Linked DNA regions of Mus musculus: region 1 is linked to region 2. Evidence: chromatin contacts called from public HiChIP or PLAC-seq data. All regions are on one chromosome and are shown on one strand. The core of a region is the stretch at or near the end of the contact, and the rest is flanking DNA. Distances in the headings are between cores, read along the strand shown.

Region 1 (4,132 bases), core at 802-3,301, 2.4 Mb before region 2:
TCAGCGCTGAATGTCTGACCTTTTGTTGGACTGGCCTGGTCAGATAGTGTGACCTCAGCCTAGAGTGGTCGGGCCATCATGGACCCAGCTGTGTGGGGCTGGGAGCGTGTCTTTGTCTTGTGCAACAGAAGGCCCCCCACTCTAATCTCAGACTCAAAGCCTCAGTCCTGGGACTGCGGTGTAAGCTGCTTTTTGTTTGTTATTTTGTTTTTTTGTAAATTTTTCAAATTAAAAAAATTTTTTTAAAAGATTTATTTATTTATTATATGTAAGTACACTGTAGCTGTCTTCAGACACTCCAGAAGAGGGAGTCAGATCTCATTATGGATGGTTGTGAGCCACCATGTGGTTGCTGGGATTTGAACTCCTGACCTTCGGAAGAGCAGTCGGGTGCTCTTACCCACTGAGCCATCTCACCAGCCCAAATTAAAAAATTTTTAAAGACATCTTGAATTCCATATGTGTATGAAAAGAGCTGTGATCATACCCACCTCAGTTCCCTATTCCAGCTCTTGCTGTGTCCCCCAGGCATGCCTGTGTCCCTCTCCCAATTTGCTGTCATTTTTCCTTACTAGCCCCCTAATTCCAATTAATGTTGTCCATATGGGTATGGAGCCATCCATAGAGCTTGGAAACCTTACTGTGGGAACACTTGAAAACGTCTCCCGCCAGCAGCCATTAAATGCCAGCAGCATCAACTCCCCAGTAACAAACGGGGCCTGGAGATGACGGGCCACAACTGTACTGGGAATTTGCTGTTTCAGTCTTGTGCTGGTTTTGTCCGATCACCGCAGCTGGCTTCTGTGAGTTCATGACTCTCTGTTGTGTCCGGACGAAGCGTTTCACAGCGCACGGCTTCATTTTATAGCTCTTACATTGTTTCCCCACCGCTTCTGTGATATCCCCTGAGCCCTGGAGTGTGAGCGTTTTGGTATCCTACTTAGTTTCTTCTCAGTGCTTCTTTGATCAGCTGGTTGTGTGTTTTCCCAGGGATGGCTGCCCACTTTAAGAACTGCCTCTGATTAAGGTTGAGAGCAGCCGAGGTCCTGGGTCAGCTCTGGTTCCCATGCTGGCTCTGAAATGAGTTGTTTGTTGGGAGATGGAGCTGGTCCTCTTGGAATGCAGGTTGTTTTCCTCCATCTTCTGTGCATTTCCTTGATTCTGTGAAAATGGAATCGGGGCACTGAGCACCGTGTTGCCTCCTGAATTAGCAAAATTTTAGACCTGAGACACCAAGGTTGGTATGTATGTATAAAAATTGCATAGTGAAACTCACTGTGTGCTGGCTTGAAAGAAAGAGACATTAAAAATGGCCTGGCTGAGCCGGGCGCGGTGGCGCACGCCTTTAATCCCAGCACTCAGGAGGCAGAGGCAGGCCGATTTCTGAGTTCGAGGCCAGCCTGGTCTACAAAGTGAGTTACAGGACAGCCAGGGCTATACAGAGAAACCCTGTCTTGAAAGACAAACAAACCCCAAAACAAAAGAAATAAACAAAAAAAAAAAAATGGCCTGGCTGGTGATGCCTGCCTCTAATCCCAGGGCTTTGAAGGCAGGGCAGAGACCAGCTCGTAGTCTACACAGAAAGTTCTCTTGACAGCCAAGGCTACGTAAACCCTGTCTTGAACTGTAACCCCCCCACTAATATATTTACCGTGTTATGTGTATAAATGTATGTATGTATGTATACCATATAGAGTTCAGAAGAGTGTGTTGGATCCCTGGTTGTAAGCTGTGGAATGGTAGCTGGGAATCAAACCCAAGTCTCTGCAAGGGCAACTGTTCTTAGCCACTGAGCCACCTCTCCAGCCCTTTGTACCGTGATCTACAAAAACGTCCCAAGTGCTTGGGTTAAAGACACCTGCCACCACCATCTGCTGTGAAAACATCTTTTTTTTTTTTTTTTTTTTTTTTTTAAATTGAGGTTAAAAAATGTAAAACCAACACCCTGGAAAACATACAACAAAATCAGAGTGCCTACAGACAAAATCAGCTCGTGTGACCTGTCTCCACCTGGCCTCACCCCAGCCCTTGTGGCCGATCTCACCCGGATAGCATACCCTGGTTGAAGAGCCCCACCCGAAAGCCTCTTTCCCATGCTCCTTTTCCCCTGCCGCTGGAAGGTAGACAGGAAATCAAGGTCAAGCAGGTGAGGAATTGGTGGGGGTGGGGTGACATCAGGAAATATCCAGATTTGAGTCATCTGCTTGTTCTTAATGGCTCCTGGGGTGTCGGTGTGATAGATGGCTTGGAGCAGCCTTTTTGGACCATGCTGAGCCTGACAACCACAAGATAGATGAGACCTGTGGCTGCAGTCCTAATGCAGGACTTCCCTGTGGGTCTGCACATTGGTTATGTGATAGAAACATTGATACTCTAAGCCCTGTTACTTTTCTTTACAGCTGGTAAACTTCAAATCATTCAAAAACCAGGATCGAAGACTTTGAGGCCAGTAACCTGTGGCCCAGGTCAGCTTTCTTTAGGTTGCTTTTGGTTGGTATTCGATGTAGTTCACGGTGAGGCAGGGTTTTGGATTCTTGTGGTTCTGGGGGGACTTTCTTCCCTCCGTGCTGGTCAGTGGGCTTTTAGAAAGCTCACAAGGCAACCACCGAAGCTTCTTAGAAGTTCTCAGACCCTGTCATTTTCTGAAGCTCCGGGGCAACAGCTTATGACTTGGTCACTCCAGCTGCTCTCCTCCCTGTAGACTACTGGCCAGCGGTCCCTGGATGGTGACATATGGGCATTTGAGAGCTCGGAGTGGGAGCATGCTCAGTCTCGTGTACTAGGCCTAGTGAGGAGCCCTCAGAGCAATGAGATGCAAAGGCTGCCAGAGATGAAGCCCAGCTGGGCCCAGGGCCAGCGCTACTCTGGGCTTGGGACCCCACTACCTTACACTCCTAAGTAGCCCTATTGTCACTGCAGGCTATTAACAGTTCCAAAGAAAAATGTGCAGCCCCAGTCACTGGGCCCAAGGGGATCGATCACTTATCGCCAAAGTTAGGTTGAGTATGTCTGCCCAATGGACATATATGCCACTTTGAGGTCATATATGCTCGTTATGCCCAGTGAGTTGCTTCTGCTGCCTGTGGACCATGTCTGGCTGCACACTGCCATCATGGTCTAACCCTCCAAACTGTAAGCCAGCCCCAATGAAATGTTTTCCCTTATCAGAGTTGCCCCTGATCATGGTGTCTCTTCTTAGCAATGAAACTCTAACCAGGACTACTTACTTTAAGGAACATGCTATTTAAGTAGTCAGAACTTGGACTCACGGAGCCATAGCCTCATTGCCATATCTGCCCATTTACCCAGGAGACTTAAAAGGCTCTGGTTTCCCGACTGTGCCAGCCGAAGCTCCACCGGTGCTGTGGTGATGTCCCCCAGGTCGAAGTTTAACGAGAAGACCCATAGGATAAAGGCTTGAGATAGAGGGCTCAGGTGCAGGCGGGTACCCGGGTGAGCATCTAGCTAGCCAGACCCCTCCCTCGTTAGTGGCAGTAGCTACCTTTGGAGATGCAGTAGATTTCTTTATTTCTTTCTTTCTGTTTTGTTTTTGTTTTTGTTTTTCGAGACAGGGTTTCTCTATAGCCCTGGCTGTCCTGTAACTTACTTTGTAGACCAGGCTGGCCTTGAACTCAGAAATCCGCCTGCCTCTGCCTCCTGAGTGCTGGGATTAAAGGCATGTGCCACCATGCCCGGCCGAATGTTAAGGATTTTAAGTATATAGTTACTAAATATTGAGCAACTGAAAGAGTAGTAAACTCAGTCCTCCAAGGTATGCTAATCATAAAACAGATAGCGACATTCCTCCACCCACCCGCTTCCTGGGTTCAAGTGTGTTCATTCAAAGAAAGTCACCCTGACCCACCCTGACCAGTGCTGGAACCTGCAATGCAAATGTGCTATCGTTAGGGGCTCTTAGAAACTGTCTTGAGAGTTAACAATTACCAGGTAGGTATTCCTTGTGACACCTGTGACTTTGTACATCCTTGTGACTCTTAACTGGTATTTTTGGTATTTTCCAACAACGCCCTTCCCACCTCCTTGAGTTGTGGTTTTTTCCTTTAAATACCCCCTTACTCAGCTACTCGGGGCGCCACGGTCCTCTACCCCTGCGTGGTGTATGACCGTGGGC
Region 2 (4,225 bases), core at 1,591-4,090:
CACACAGACTGCAGCCTGCACACCACGCCTGTCAGCTTTCCACTGTGGCAACCCCTAAGACAACCAGCTCCTAAGAGAAAAGGGTCACTGGCTCACAGAACTGTTCACAGCCATGCTGAGAGATGGGGAAAGGAAAGGGCTGGGGTCCTCACATTCCCTTGGAGGGTCTAAGCTCCATGGACCATGAGATCTGGTAGGTACCACGTCTTTAAGGTTCAGTGTACCCTACCCAAAAAGTACCACAGGCTGAGAGGAGCAAACATTAACACAGGGATCTTTGGAAGGTACAGCCAAACCACCATACAATGGAGTACTATTCAGCCAAAATATATTAACAAAGGCTGCAGGTGGCAATGAGGATAGGCTGTGGAAACACTGGGAAAGAAGCCAGTCTGCAAAGACCATCTACTTAGGGTTTCATTCATAAAAGTGCTCACAATAGACAAATCTAAACAAGTGGCTATGTAGCTGAGGCAAGAAGAGGTGGGATATGGGGAATGACACTAGGGAGCACATATTCCCTTAGGGAAGTGGTGAAAATGCCCCAAGACTGACGACAGTGACTGCACAGCTCCGCTCATGTGCATACACTGAGAACCACTGAACTACACACTTTAGATGCTGGATTGTGTGGTATGTGATCTACCCCTCAAATCCCACCATCTCCTCAGAAAGGGAGATCTAGAAGATGGGAGCTTTGCAACAGCAGGTATAGGGCCAGGCTTTGGCAAGCAGCTTTTGTTCCAGACAGAGGAGGGCTGGTCCCACACAGGATGGAAGGAGCCATCAGGATGTGGATGAGGCTAGCCACAAGATGGACAGACAGTACAGAGTAAAAAGAGGAACTCGGGGAACACTCCACCCTTCACCAAGTCAGAGGTAGGTGGGTGGAGGTGATCCTGAGTGAATCTCTGTGGAAGGAAGGTTCCTCTAACCCACATGCCAGAATCATCTAAAATGTTCCCACCCCTGGGCCAATAGCTTTGTTTCTGCGACTCTGGAATCATGCACAATACAGAGAGACCCTTAATGCCCATGGCAGCACATTTAGAAAAGGTGGTTCTTTCTCAGTTCTCCCACTCTCCTTCCCTCCCATGCCCGCTCTGTCCCCGACACACATGCAAATATTACAGTGCAGAATCAGAGCTCTAGCCATTTGTGGCCTCCAGGCCTCCCATTTGGCCTGGCCTATAAAGGTGAAACACTTATTTTGGAGGGGTGTTCTTTATCTTAAAGATCCTAAATGAGTGTTGCTACTCAAGAGGTATCTGAGAACACACCCAAGATGGTCAAGGAGAATCTCTGGACTTCAAAAGACAGGAGAAGGGGCGGGGAAAGCAAAGTGCAAACCCGGGAGGGGCCTTGTGAATCAGCTCCCTCTTCCCAGCCTGCAAGAGCCCTAATCACCTGTTAGTCACTTCACAAGGTCTAATTACACTGGCTTTCCCTTCAATACATTGATCTCACAGCCAATGCTGCATGGCATTTAATTAAAGGAAAGGCTACTGCTATTTCATGTTAAAAATCTAAATCCTTGCAAACAAATTAGAAGCTTGAGACTCCCATTTGTGCTTTCCGGTAAGAGCCATTGAAGACAGACCCTGGGCCTCCTAGGAATTTCAGCATACAATATCGTGTATTTATAATATTTGTATGTGTGTAAGCGAGACAGGGAAGGCGGAGGAGAAGAAGAACTGAAAGTGTTGTACTTAGCCCTGCTCCACAGAGGTGAACTACCTGTGACGACAGCACCAGCGGCTGGGTGCACCCTTGTACTGATGCCACCACACACAATGCTAAAAGGCAGGAGTGTAGGCTCCTAACCCAGCTCCTGTCCTGTCTGTGTACAGGGTTAAGACCCCAGCCCTCCACACCCGCTCTCTCACACCAGCTCTCGTGCTGGTGTGCCATCCTGACACCATCTGCAGAAGCACCTCAAACCAAAAGCCCTAGACAGCAATGGAAGGACAGGGGTGTCCCCGGGCACTCCAGAGGGACTCTCTCTGACTGTTTTACTTCTACTACCCGGAAGGCTGGGAAGCACATGTCCTGGATGCCACATGTGACTGAAGGGACTGCTGGCAGGAAGCTGGATGTGCTCGAAGGCCAGAGACAGCCTTGCTGTGATAAGCCAATTAACTTCAGATAAGTACCTAATGCCATTACAAAGGCAGAGCAACAGATTCCTCCAGTCCCTACAAATGATGTCACCTGTGAAGCTCTGAGAGATAGCTCAGGTGGCAAGGAGACAGCTGGGGCTGCCAGGACCTGGCCAGAGCCGCCATCCGTCAGCCCAGAACTCACCAAGCAGACTCAGGCTCAGGGTGGCACCAGAGTACTTTAGTTTAAAACACTGTCTGTCCCAGGTTCCCACCCAGAAGTCCACCAGTGACCCAAAAAGAGTGACTCTGTGGGAACCACACTGTTGCTGGTGGAAGCAGTGCTTTAGTGAGGCCCCCTCTTCACAGGAGCCTCCTGTGCCCCACTGTACACGTACTAGCTGACCTGCTCCACGCTAGTGTGTACTCTGGTCACAAGCTTCCTGAGAATGTGGGCTCATGAGACAGGTAGGAAATAAAGGCTTGACTTAGTTAGCGTTTCTATTGCTGTGAAGACACCATGACCAAGGCAACTCTTCTAATGGAAAACATTCGAGTGGGGCTGGCTTACAGATTCAGAGGTGTACTCTGTTATAGTGAAGGCATGAAGCATGAGGGCATGCAGGCAGACATTGTGCTCAGGAAGAATCCAAGAGTTCTACATCCAGACCAGCAGGCAGCAGGAAGAGAAGTGACACTGAGTCTGGTTTGAGCTTTGTAAACCTGAGCGCCCACTCCCAGTGCCATACTTCCTCTAACAAAGCCACACCTCCTAATAGGGACACTCCCTGTGACTCCATTTTCATTCAAACCACCATAGGGTACAAGGCTAGTAGATGGGTAACCATGTGACACACTGTTCAGAGCCAACAAGGTGAGACACAGTAAGCAGTCATTCCAGGACAAGAGGTAACCAGTTTGTGTGCAAGCATCAGGAAATAATCTAGCTGCCACAAGGATCCAAAGCCTTATGACACTGGGGTCACAGAAACTGGAAAGAAAAGAAACAAACACTAAGCCCCACCCTGTGTCCTCCTTGTGGCTCTGTCCTCAGAGCCTTCTATTATTGTAACACAACTTTAATAGCTACTAGTCATGCATATCTGAAGCGAGCAATAGGCACAGTCCGGACCCCAGGTTCTTGCTGTATAGAAGTATGAGCAGGACTCTATTCCAACAGGCAAGAAGCTAGGCTCTGTTCTGGAAACAAAGGAAGACTGAAAGTTGCAGGGGGAGGTCCTATTTCCATGTGACTTCCCTCCTTAGAGGACAGGGAATCAAAGGAGAGGGAGAACTGAGAAAAATGACCCCAGGTCAACAGAAACTCTGACCAAGGGCAAGCCCAGGTGCGCAGAGGAGGGCCAGCAAGTGAAAGAACAGGGGCATGTTGGCTGTCACTATAATGGGCATGGGAAGATTTGACAAAGGCCATCAGACTTTTCCCTAAAAGACCAGTGACACCTACCATGTAAAGAGTAGGTCAAGATGGCAGCTAGTGCTGGGTGTGGTGGCACATATCTTTAATCCCAGAAGCTGGGAGGCTGAGTCAGGAGGACTCTTAACCTGGGTTACTACATTACAAGAATCTCAGGGAAAGGATGGAAGGAGAAGGAAGGAAGGAAGGAAGGAAGGAAGGAAGGAAGGAAGGAAGGAAGGAAGGAAGGAAGGAAGGAAACAAAGGCAGTTAACCTGAATAAGAGGAGAAAGAGGGAGGACAGAGAAAAGGAAGGCCTGCGGCCACCTGCCAACACAACTGATATGCAATGTCCCTGCAGCTTCACACATTGCCGCTGTGATAGCTGATGAGCTTTAGAAAATGACTAGACAGACACTGCCCTAGTCAGTTGATCACTCTACTAAAAGAGTCATCACACGCATACTGGAGAGTGTAAACACACGCCTGGCTCCGGCTGACTCCACTCTGCTTCCCTCAGCCTCTGCCACAGGCTTCAACTGCCATATTGTTCTCAGAGCTCAATGCAACATGAACACAAATAAATATGTCCCTCAAGAGTGTCTGTCCCTGTGGTGGGAAGTCTAACATGATGAGCACTGCCGTGTCACTTCCCAGTGATGACATGCCACCTTGCAAGGCAGTTCCCATCCCTACTTTACAGATGAGGAGA

Evidence for each region. HiChIP or PLAC-seq counts read pairs in DNA pulled down with a chosen protein or histone mark.
Region 1: a contact with region 2 is called in an H3K27ac HiChIP or PLAC-seq map of embryonic stem cells, with 5 times the contacts expected there. The contact joins two enhancer-like sites. A contact is called at or near these places in 3 of 115 datasets of contacts at active chromatin or transcription factors (astrocytes, embryonic stem cells and large pre-B cells) and 1 of 9 other capture datasets (embryonic stem cells).

What each region holds. Positions count from the first base shown.
Region 1 is chr15:88,682,225-88,686,356 of GRCm38.p6, reverse strand. No RefSeq gene overlaps it. Among named protein-coding and RNA genes, the nearest start is that of Gm35997, 22 kb to the right of the region's middle. Within about 2 kb of position 2,051, at least 9 of the 459 cell types and tissues checked have an H3K27ac peak or open chromatin away from gene starts, as enhancers often do. A contact at or near this core is called in embryonic stem cells, where this site is marked.
Region 2 is chr15:86,282,101-86,286,325 of GRCm38.p6, reverse strand. All of the region lies in intron 4 of Tbc1d22a (TBC1 domain family, member 22a), which reads right to left. Among named protein-coding and RNA genes, the nearest start is that of Tbc1d22a, 70 kb to the right of the region's middle. Within about 2 kb of position 2,840, at least 24 of the 459 cell types and tissues checked have an H3K27ac peak or open chromatin away from gene starts, as enhancers often do. A contact at or near this core is called in embryonic stem cells, where this site is marked.